Regions from separate parts of the Arachis hypogaea genome. Here region 1 is linked to region 2. A link is a contact called in public Hi-C data. All regions are on one chromosome and are shown on one strand. Each heading gives the region's core, a stretch centred on a gene start, on an enhancer-like site or on the middle of the called end of the contact. The rest is flanking DNA. Distances are from core to core; before and after follow the strand shown. Region 1 holds the start of LOC112802786. Region 2 holds the start of LOC112802770.

Evidence for each region. A called contact is a pair of places that touch in the nucleus more often than the background predicts.
Region 1: a contact with region 2 is called in a Hi-C map of leaf, with 5 times the contacts expected there. The contact joins the promoter of LOC112802786 here to the promoter of LOC112802770 in region 2. A contact is called at or near these places in 2 of 8 Hi-C or Micro-C datasets (both in leaf).

What each region holds. Positions count from the first base shown.
Region 1 is chr1:39,728,303-39,732,298 of arahy.Tifrunner.gnm2.J5K5, forward strand. It overlaps LOC112802786, which reads right to left and starts at 2,557. Exons shown (of 3, transcript XM_025846136.3): 1 at 2,291-2,557; 2 at 1,108-2,165; 3 at 1-213. The coding sequence starts at 1,838. The coding sequence ends at 207.
Region 2 is chr1:39,600,620-39,604,878 of arahy.Tifrunner.gnm2.J5K5, forward strand. It overlaps LOC112802770, which reads right to left and starts at 1,895. Exons shown (of 7, transcript XM_025846113.2): 1 at 1,265-1,895. The coding sequence starts at 1,395.

The sequences.
Region 1 (3,996 bases), core at 1,307-3,806, 130 kb after region 2:
GTGATTTTACAGGGTCTATTTAGCAAAGTGGGAGCTTTGATGTGGGTTGCAAGAAACTGCATGTGATTTGCGAATTTGCAATGAAATTACCCTAGAACAAAAAGAACAAAATCCCAAAGGCCATATCCGGCAGAGCAAATCCAGAGATCCGTGCAACAAGACATGGGAGGAAGCATCAATAAGGAAATCTGTGTCACTTACTGAAATTATCGCCTGTAAAACAATAGAATATGGGTTTTCATTAAACAAAATAATGAAACAGAATAACCAATAAAATCGTTATCTCATAACATCAGGTATGATGTGCACTTTTTGGCCTGTCATCACCTGGGGTCAGTATCAAACATAATCCACTGTTATATGTAAATGTAAAGAAAGAAATACGGCGAGTAGTCCATTTTCGCAAACATAACATTCACCCAACAACATTCCTTTACAGTTATATCTCTGACTATATACTTTGGAAAGGAAAAGTCCAAAGGGTAAGTTAAAAATTATTAAAATTATGAATTCTAATGTTAAGTATCATATTTAGATGTGGAGCAATTCAATAAATCAATATTAGAAAAAAAATGACACCATTCAAATAGTGACCAGTGAAACAGCAACCAATCAGAAGATTGAAAAAAAAAACCCTAGGTTAAATAAGATGGACTGAGGATCTCAGCCATATTCTGAATTACTTCCTGAAAAACTCAAATAGACAATGTCATATTCATAATATGTTTTACAATAGTGAGACCCCAGAAGTAAGAACCTTGTGCACGATCAAGCAAGAAAACAGTTGCAAGTCAGATACAAAATTTGAATGGGGGGCATATATCTCTGCTAATTTTGTAACTTTATTTTAGAAATATATGATCCTAACTGTATTTCGACATTTAGAATTACGAGATTACTTGATGAAAGAAAACCAAGCCAATTTTGATTTTTGATTCGTTACATTATTCTTTTATGTTACAAGATTACTGAATCAACAACTTTTTACACAGCATTGAATTTCTAAGCTTGTCGTAGTAGACATACCAAGAGCATTTATCATTTAAAAGAGCTTCACACAAAATTGCCAAATGCATAACATTAAATACATGGTCAATATGTGATCACCTGTTAAACTTCTTGTTCCCATACACATCTCTATCGCTGCGGCGCTCACTATGGCTGCTGCTGCTGCGGCCCTTCTCCCCGGTCAACGCCCTCTCCCGCTCCTTCTCGTGCTTCTCCCTCTTCAACCTCTCTTCCCTCAACTCCTCCAAAGTCTTCCTCCCATTCTTCTTCTTGTTCTCATTCTTCACTTCCCCATCACCATCATCCCCATCGCCCTTCTTATCGTCGCCATTACGCTTCTCAAGATACCAAGGCATCTTCACACCCTTCCCTGCTACCCCATACCCTAACCTATACTTCTCATCCTCGGGACCCACCACCACCCCCGAGGACTTTCCTTCTTCTTTCTTCATCCTCTTCTCCTTCTTCCACCCTTCCCTTTCCCCTAACAACTCCTTCCTCTTCTCGGTTTCTCGTACAGGATCGAAAATCTTAATTCCCTCGAACAAGTTAATGTGTCTGTTGTCACCCGAATTCTTCAATTCCGGTTCTTCTTCTTCTTCCTCCTCCTTCTCTTCCTCTGCCTTGGCCTTAACGAGAGGAGCCAAACCCTTGGCGGTGCGGAGGCGCTCGAGGCGGAGCTCGGCGTCGCGCTTTCTGACCTCATCGCGCTTGATCTGCTCGTCTCTGGCGGCTTGCTCCTCGTCGCGGCGGACCTTTTCCCTGTTCTCGTAGTTGTAGACGTTCCACCGCTTCTGCGGGAGAATGTTGAGGCCGCCATGGCCTCCCATTTTCGGTGGCTTAACGATTTAGCTTGCCAAGGTTGCAGATTATTGGGTGTAAAATTTGTAATATCGATGAACTATGAGCTTGATGATAGGCCTCTTTCGATTTTCCCAGCGAGAGATACGATATTGATAACAAATTTGCAATACTTTGTTGTGAATTTAGTTTGGAACACGTTGTGTGTCAGCGGGTGTAATTGGGAATTCTGAAAACCCTAAGACGATACTGTAAGGGGCTAAATAGTGATAGTACAAAGTAACCTATGCCAAATCAATATGATCCTTCTTCTCTGTCTTCAATTTGTGTCGCCTCTCCATGTGGCTTCCTGCAACCTAGGAGATGGAAGGTGAAAAAAAATTCAACGCCGGAAGAACAAGAACAAAAAAATTAAGAACTTAATTAAGCAAATTAACAAACGAATACAACGCAGCAAGAACACAGCAAAGAGAGGACTCACCTACGAGAATTTCGGCGAGAACGGAGAGAAACAAAGCAACACAGAAAGACCGCGAGAAGCACCGTAATAGGCAAGAACTACGCGCATCACGGCGAGGAGGGTAAGAAGTTGCTTGGCCAACACGGACAGAAGGGGACGGCAACTATAGAGTTGGGGGATGATGGCTTGGGTCTCTTTGGTGTTTGTTTTCTCTTATTTAGTTGTTTCTGAGTTTGAATTGTTTGATGCTGAAAAGTGAAGGAGCAAAGAGGAAATTAGGGTATATATTGTTTTCCTTTTTTATTTTGGGTTGTTTTAAAGGATTAATTTTCATGTACAAGCCTTTTCACTATACAAGCCATACAAGTCCTAAAAATTTTTAATCCCTAAAATGCATCTCTTATGACATGTATGTTTCACGCACTTCCTTAACAGATTTTTTAATCAATCAACGCACAAATATATAACTTTCTTTTTTTAAAAGATTTCGTTTTCTTTTTTGAATTCCTTCTGTAATCTCTTTCGTGCGTTTCTCTCTTTCTTCTCCTTCGCCGTTTACGTAAGTTTCTCTTTCTGTTCTCTTTCTTCTTTTTTTGTTTCCATTGTTTCTGAAATTAAGCTCTGAAATCGTTTTGAAAATAATGGATGATTCAACTTCAGATTATCAGCTCTATATACTATTTGGAGATGATGATAATAGATTAAAAATTTGAAATTCAAAAAAACTTAAAAGAGAGTTTGTCGGAGGTTAGGGAAACTCTATAAAATTTATAGAGCTTGCCGGAGAATTAGGCGAACTTGCTAAATTTTATAGAGTTCGTCGGGTCTGGTGAACTTGCTTAAATGCCCAAAAAAAAATTGGAAATTAAAGTCTAAAAATCATGTTTAGGGAAATATAAATTTTTTTTATTTTATTATTGAAAAAATTTCTGTTTTAGGCTTTAGGTTTTAGGTTTTTTTTAAAAAAAAAAAAACTAAATAATTTTGGTTCAACTCTGTTTTTTAAAATAGGCATTTTTGTATATCAACAAATCAAATTAGCTACTGATTTTAAGTTCAATTAGTTCAACCGGCCGGTTCAATCCAATTTTGAGAACATTGATAGAATGTAAACAAAACCATCACCAAAAGATCGCACTCCCTCCTAATTTTATATCAAAAGAATAAACTATTATTTTTAATCGTAAATATTGAGTTAAGTCTAAAAGTGATTCTTAAAAATTTTGTATCAAAAAAGTTTGAGATTTCAATTGCACCATAAATATTCCTAAAATTAAAAATATGGTAGATACTACTATGAAGACTTTATAATTGTCTTCATATGAAAATGTTTGCTTTTAACTCTTAGATAATAGATTGTATGGTTAAATTTTGATATGTTATAAAAGTATTGTCTTTGTTTAAAATTTAGCTAAATAAATAAGTCACATTTTTTAACAAAACATCTTCATAAAAAAGATATTTTTGCCATCTTTACTTGAGTAATTGCCTGAAAATATTACACCACGTTAATTCCTCACTCTCTTTCTATCGAATTATTAGTCACACTGCGAGTGACGCGACATATACCATTCCACGCTAGACTAGACGAAATGACGTCATTTTAGTTTTGACACCAAATGCTTGATGAAACGACATCGTTTAACCTTATTAATCATACATTTTTTCGTGGGACATAAGACATTTTGTTGAAACGATATCGTTTAACCCTAATAAACAACAAAATA
Region 2 (4,259 bases), core at 645-3,144:
ACCTAACTGTAACCACACTGATTGAGAAGTTTTAGCAAATAAAGTTAGTAACCCTATCGCTTCAGTCACTTCACCAACATCTAATATTCTAATATATGAATTCAAAAGAGCTTTTCATTACATTAACCCAGAAAATAAATTGACCGTGATTACTTTCCAAACTTTCCATTATTCAATCTAGGGCACAGTGAAAACTTTTTTGCCCAGACAAAATTGTCCCAAATTCCATATTGCACCCTAGATGATATTACAACTGCTTCAAGGTACAAAATATATTGCAAATCATAACATCGTGCAAATATAAGCAAAGCATATACTTCTCTGTTAACCTACCCAGTTCATTCCTTATTACCTACCTATTTGGCTAATTGGCCTTTTTCTTATTATGGGTGTCCTGCATCTTCTGTTGGGAAAAACAGATACATATTTTGCTTGAATGAGTGTGATTATTCCTATGGTTGGGTGTGGCTGGTATTTTAGGTCATTCCAAATATATCTGCAGTTTATCTGACAAAAGTATTAATCTGGATATCGTTTGTGTGTTTCATCCCTAATTTGAACTAAAACTATAATGGGACCTAAAATTTTGCACCTCCAGTCTTGTTTCATATAAGAAATGAGAAATTATCATTTTTGTAAGTCCAAAAATTGCTATTAAATGTTTACTTTTGCTGCTCTAGCATGAAGCTTCCTTTTCTCCATACATGGGTGAATATCTTGCAGCATTTTATAATAAAACCTACATACTAGAGATCATTGTTTTTCTTAACCATGGAGAAGTTCTCAGAAAATCTAAGAAAAAGAGAAGTCAGGGTAATAGGTAACACTTTCCCACCATCAAAGCAACAAATTTCAATAGGAACTGATATTTAAAATTTGGAATTCGCAATTGCATTTGATTGCCGGAATAAAAAACCCAACAAAGCAAAATAGATAAGTAAATAACCAATTAGGAGGATCCATAATTTCTCATAACAAATAATACCACTTGCGACAAATCTAAAACTACAAAAGAGTTTCAACTTTCAACCTAAACTATGAAGTCATTAACTTTAAAAAGCAGATTCATACTAACACAACAGCTTGCGACTTCTCAATTAAAATCTTCACAGAAAACCTAATTCATGTTCAATCCCAAATTTCGAGTACGCGTAACGAAACCCTAGACCCTCTTTTCAATCCACACGATTACTCAACATATCACACAAAATTCAGAATTGAATACAAGAGAAATTAATTTCCGGGGCGGGGGGAGGAATCGTACCTGGGCTTGAGGGTGGTGTGGGAAGCGATGTCCCTGGAAGAGTATTTCTGTGAGGGACCGAAAATTCGGGTACCTCCTTGTTCGTTGCCACCCTTCGCCGGAGCCCATGTAGGTCGCGCTGCCGTCGTCATTTGTGGTTCTTTCTTGGATCAACGAGCTTCCTGAGACGGAGTTTTAAGGTCGTCGCTGCTTCTGATGCACGGATTTGGTTTTGTACAGTAACCGCCAGAAGATGATGCGGATGACGGAAGAGGAAGAGTAAAAAGGACAAACGAGAGGAAGGAAGAGGAATAAATACTTAAATAGTGCTATGGGATGAGAATGAGAAAGTTTTATGGGCTCTTCAGATGTATTGGTCATTTTATATTCGGCTTGGGATGAGACGGAATTTGGTCCTACCGATCTTGATCTGATTGGGCTTCACGCATTGAGATGGTTTACGACCAGTAAAATCAAACTTCATTACTTCACCAAAAACAAAAAGAAAACACTTGCAACACAACCAATACAAAAAGAAAAAAAAAAAACCCTCCCACGCTAAAAATATATGGCAATTGCCGGGAGACCAAAAAAAAAGCTGCGACTAGGATCCCTCATAAAAATAGTTAAGTCGAACAAGTAAAATCACAACTCGTAGAGAAGTGAGTCAGTTCAACTCATATAACTCACAAGTAAAGATTTTGAGTCGAGCGAGCACAATTTGTCTTTTTCTGACTCGTTTTTCTTTTTTTGTTCTTTTTTAGTATGTAAAGTTTCTTTTAAATTACAAAATCTCTTTTACTTGTATGGATAAAAAATAAAAAATTACAAAATTATGATGTAATTTTGTTTTACAAAATAAATAAAAAAAATAAAAAAAGAGTTAAATGGACCGACTTATCTAACTCATTCACTCAGACGAGTCGAGTTTAAAATTTTCTTAACTCGTTTAAAATACGGGACAATTCGTTTTTCTAATTCTTGCTCATCACAGGTAATGAATCGGCGAAAACTTGTCCACTCGTTTGTTTATTTGACATCTTTAATTGTTTTAAAATTCTTTTAAAATTAGAGTGAATTATCTTTTCTCTTGCATATTATATAAAAAATCTATTTGGTACGTCTTTAATACACAAAATAATCATACATTTAATTAATTTACACGGTTTAAATTTGATAAAAAGAATTTTTTAAAACCTGACCTAAATTAAATATATTCTAAAATGTGATTCACATGTTTTATAGTTTTAGAAAAATATAAATGATGCAATAATTATCTAGAATTTAATTTAAACATGATATTCTATATTTAAATAAAATATATAAAATAAATTATTTTATATTTTTATGTATTAAATATGCATACAATTAGATTTATTATGTGATAGTATATAAAAAAGGATAATTTAAAAAACTACTAGAGCAATTCCCATAAAAATATAATTAAACTCTCAAATTCACACGCCCAAAATTATTTCTTGAGCATTTTAATTAGGCATATTAGTCGCAATAATTAAAAATTAGTCTCATATTTTTAAACGGGTAAATATTTAACTTCATCTTTGAAATATCACCTTTTGACTTAAGTTGATGTCAAAGGACTTGAATAAATAAGTTAAAATTGAAAAATAAAAAAGAAAGGATAAATTCTGATCTTAAAAGGAAGTGTATAAGATAACATTTATAAATATTTAGAAGAAGCTATTAATGCTCCTTTTTAAAAAAGTAAAGAGTAAAGTGATAAATAAGTTCTGAAAGGATTTACATTTCGGACAAATTAGTTTCTAAAAACAAAAATAACAAATAGATGCTCAAAGATGACACATAGTGAACAAGTTAAATTCTTCCGTTGATTGATAATGTCAAATTAACAATGATGCTAATATGTAACGTTAAATATAGTAACTAAGTTCAAGATTGAAATTACACCACATCTTGAGGATAATTTAGTCCTTCTCTTGACTCAATTAAAAGCTTATCTCACGTTGAAAATGAACAGCACTAAAAACTCAACAAGCACGAAATAACAAATGGAAGGAAACGATGGAAGTGACTTGAGTAGTAGGGGAGATGCATATCATATCGAAGAGGTTCTAGCCACAAGTATGCTCCCAACTGTAACTCCCAATTGTATGCAATAATATATAAGTTCCAAACAATGGAAAATTTTAACCGGTTGTTCTTGGGATGTCCAAACTTTAGGATAATTGTTGCTTTCATTTGACAAACATTATCATCTACACTACTCTTCTTCTTAGCATCCTTTTTTATAGCACCTTTGTTGCCAATACCCAAATCCTCAAATCTCACATTTGATTCCTTCATTTTTGATCTAGTGACCGTTCATTTTGGATACACCTTTCTCACTTTTGCTGTATGATCATTTACATCAATATCATCATTTTCTAATCTAAGTGGTAGGGGCTTGTATGGCTCATCTTCTTCTTTCATACCTATCATCATCAATAACATCTTCTGATACAAGAGGGTTACTAGATTCATCACATGCAATAACATCTTCACCATCAAGTATAATGTGTTCATAGAAAATGTAAAACTCATTATCATCCTTATTTGTCATCTTATCCTCCCTTGACTCATTAATCTCAGCATGTCCTTCTATTGGATGCAATCAAAATTTAAAATTAATTGCATTGGGTCAAACCACAAAATTGACTTGTAATCATGGTATCTCAAACTCTTGAACAATGCTTTAAAATTAAAGAAGTTTAAATGGTCTAAATCAAAGAACTTCACAACATTGCCTTTCTTAACAAACTCACCCTATGGTGAAATATAGGAACAAGAAAGAACAAAGAAAAAATTAGAGTTTATATTAACTCACTTCCAAAACAAGTAACTAAAAACATTAAAAAAATTCATACACCTAAAAAGTGAAGACATATACAATAATTTAATAGTTTATACAGAGTTTTCAACCATAAAAAAATCATCACTTGCTTACACACTTTTAAACAAGCACAAAAAAATTTTAAAACTATTGGAACCATACAAA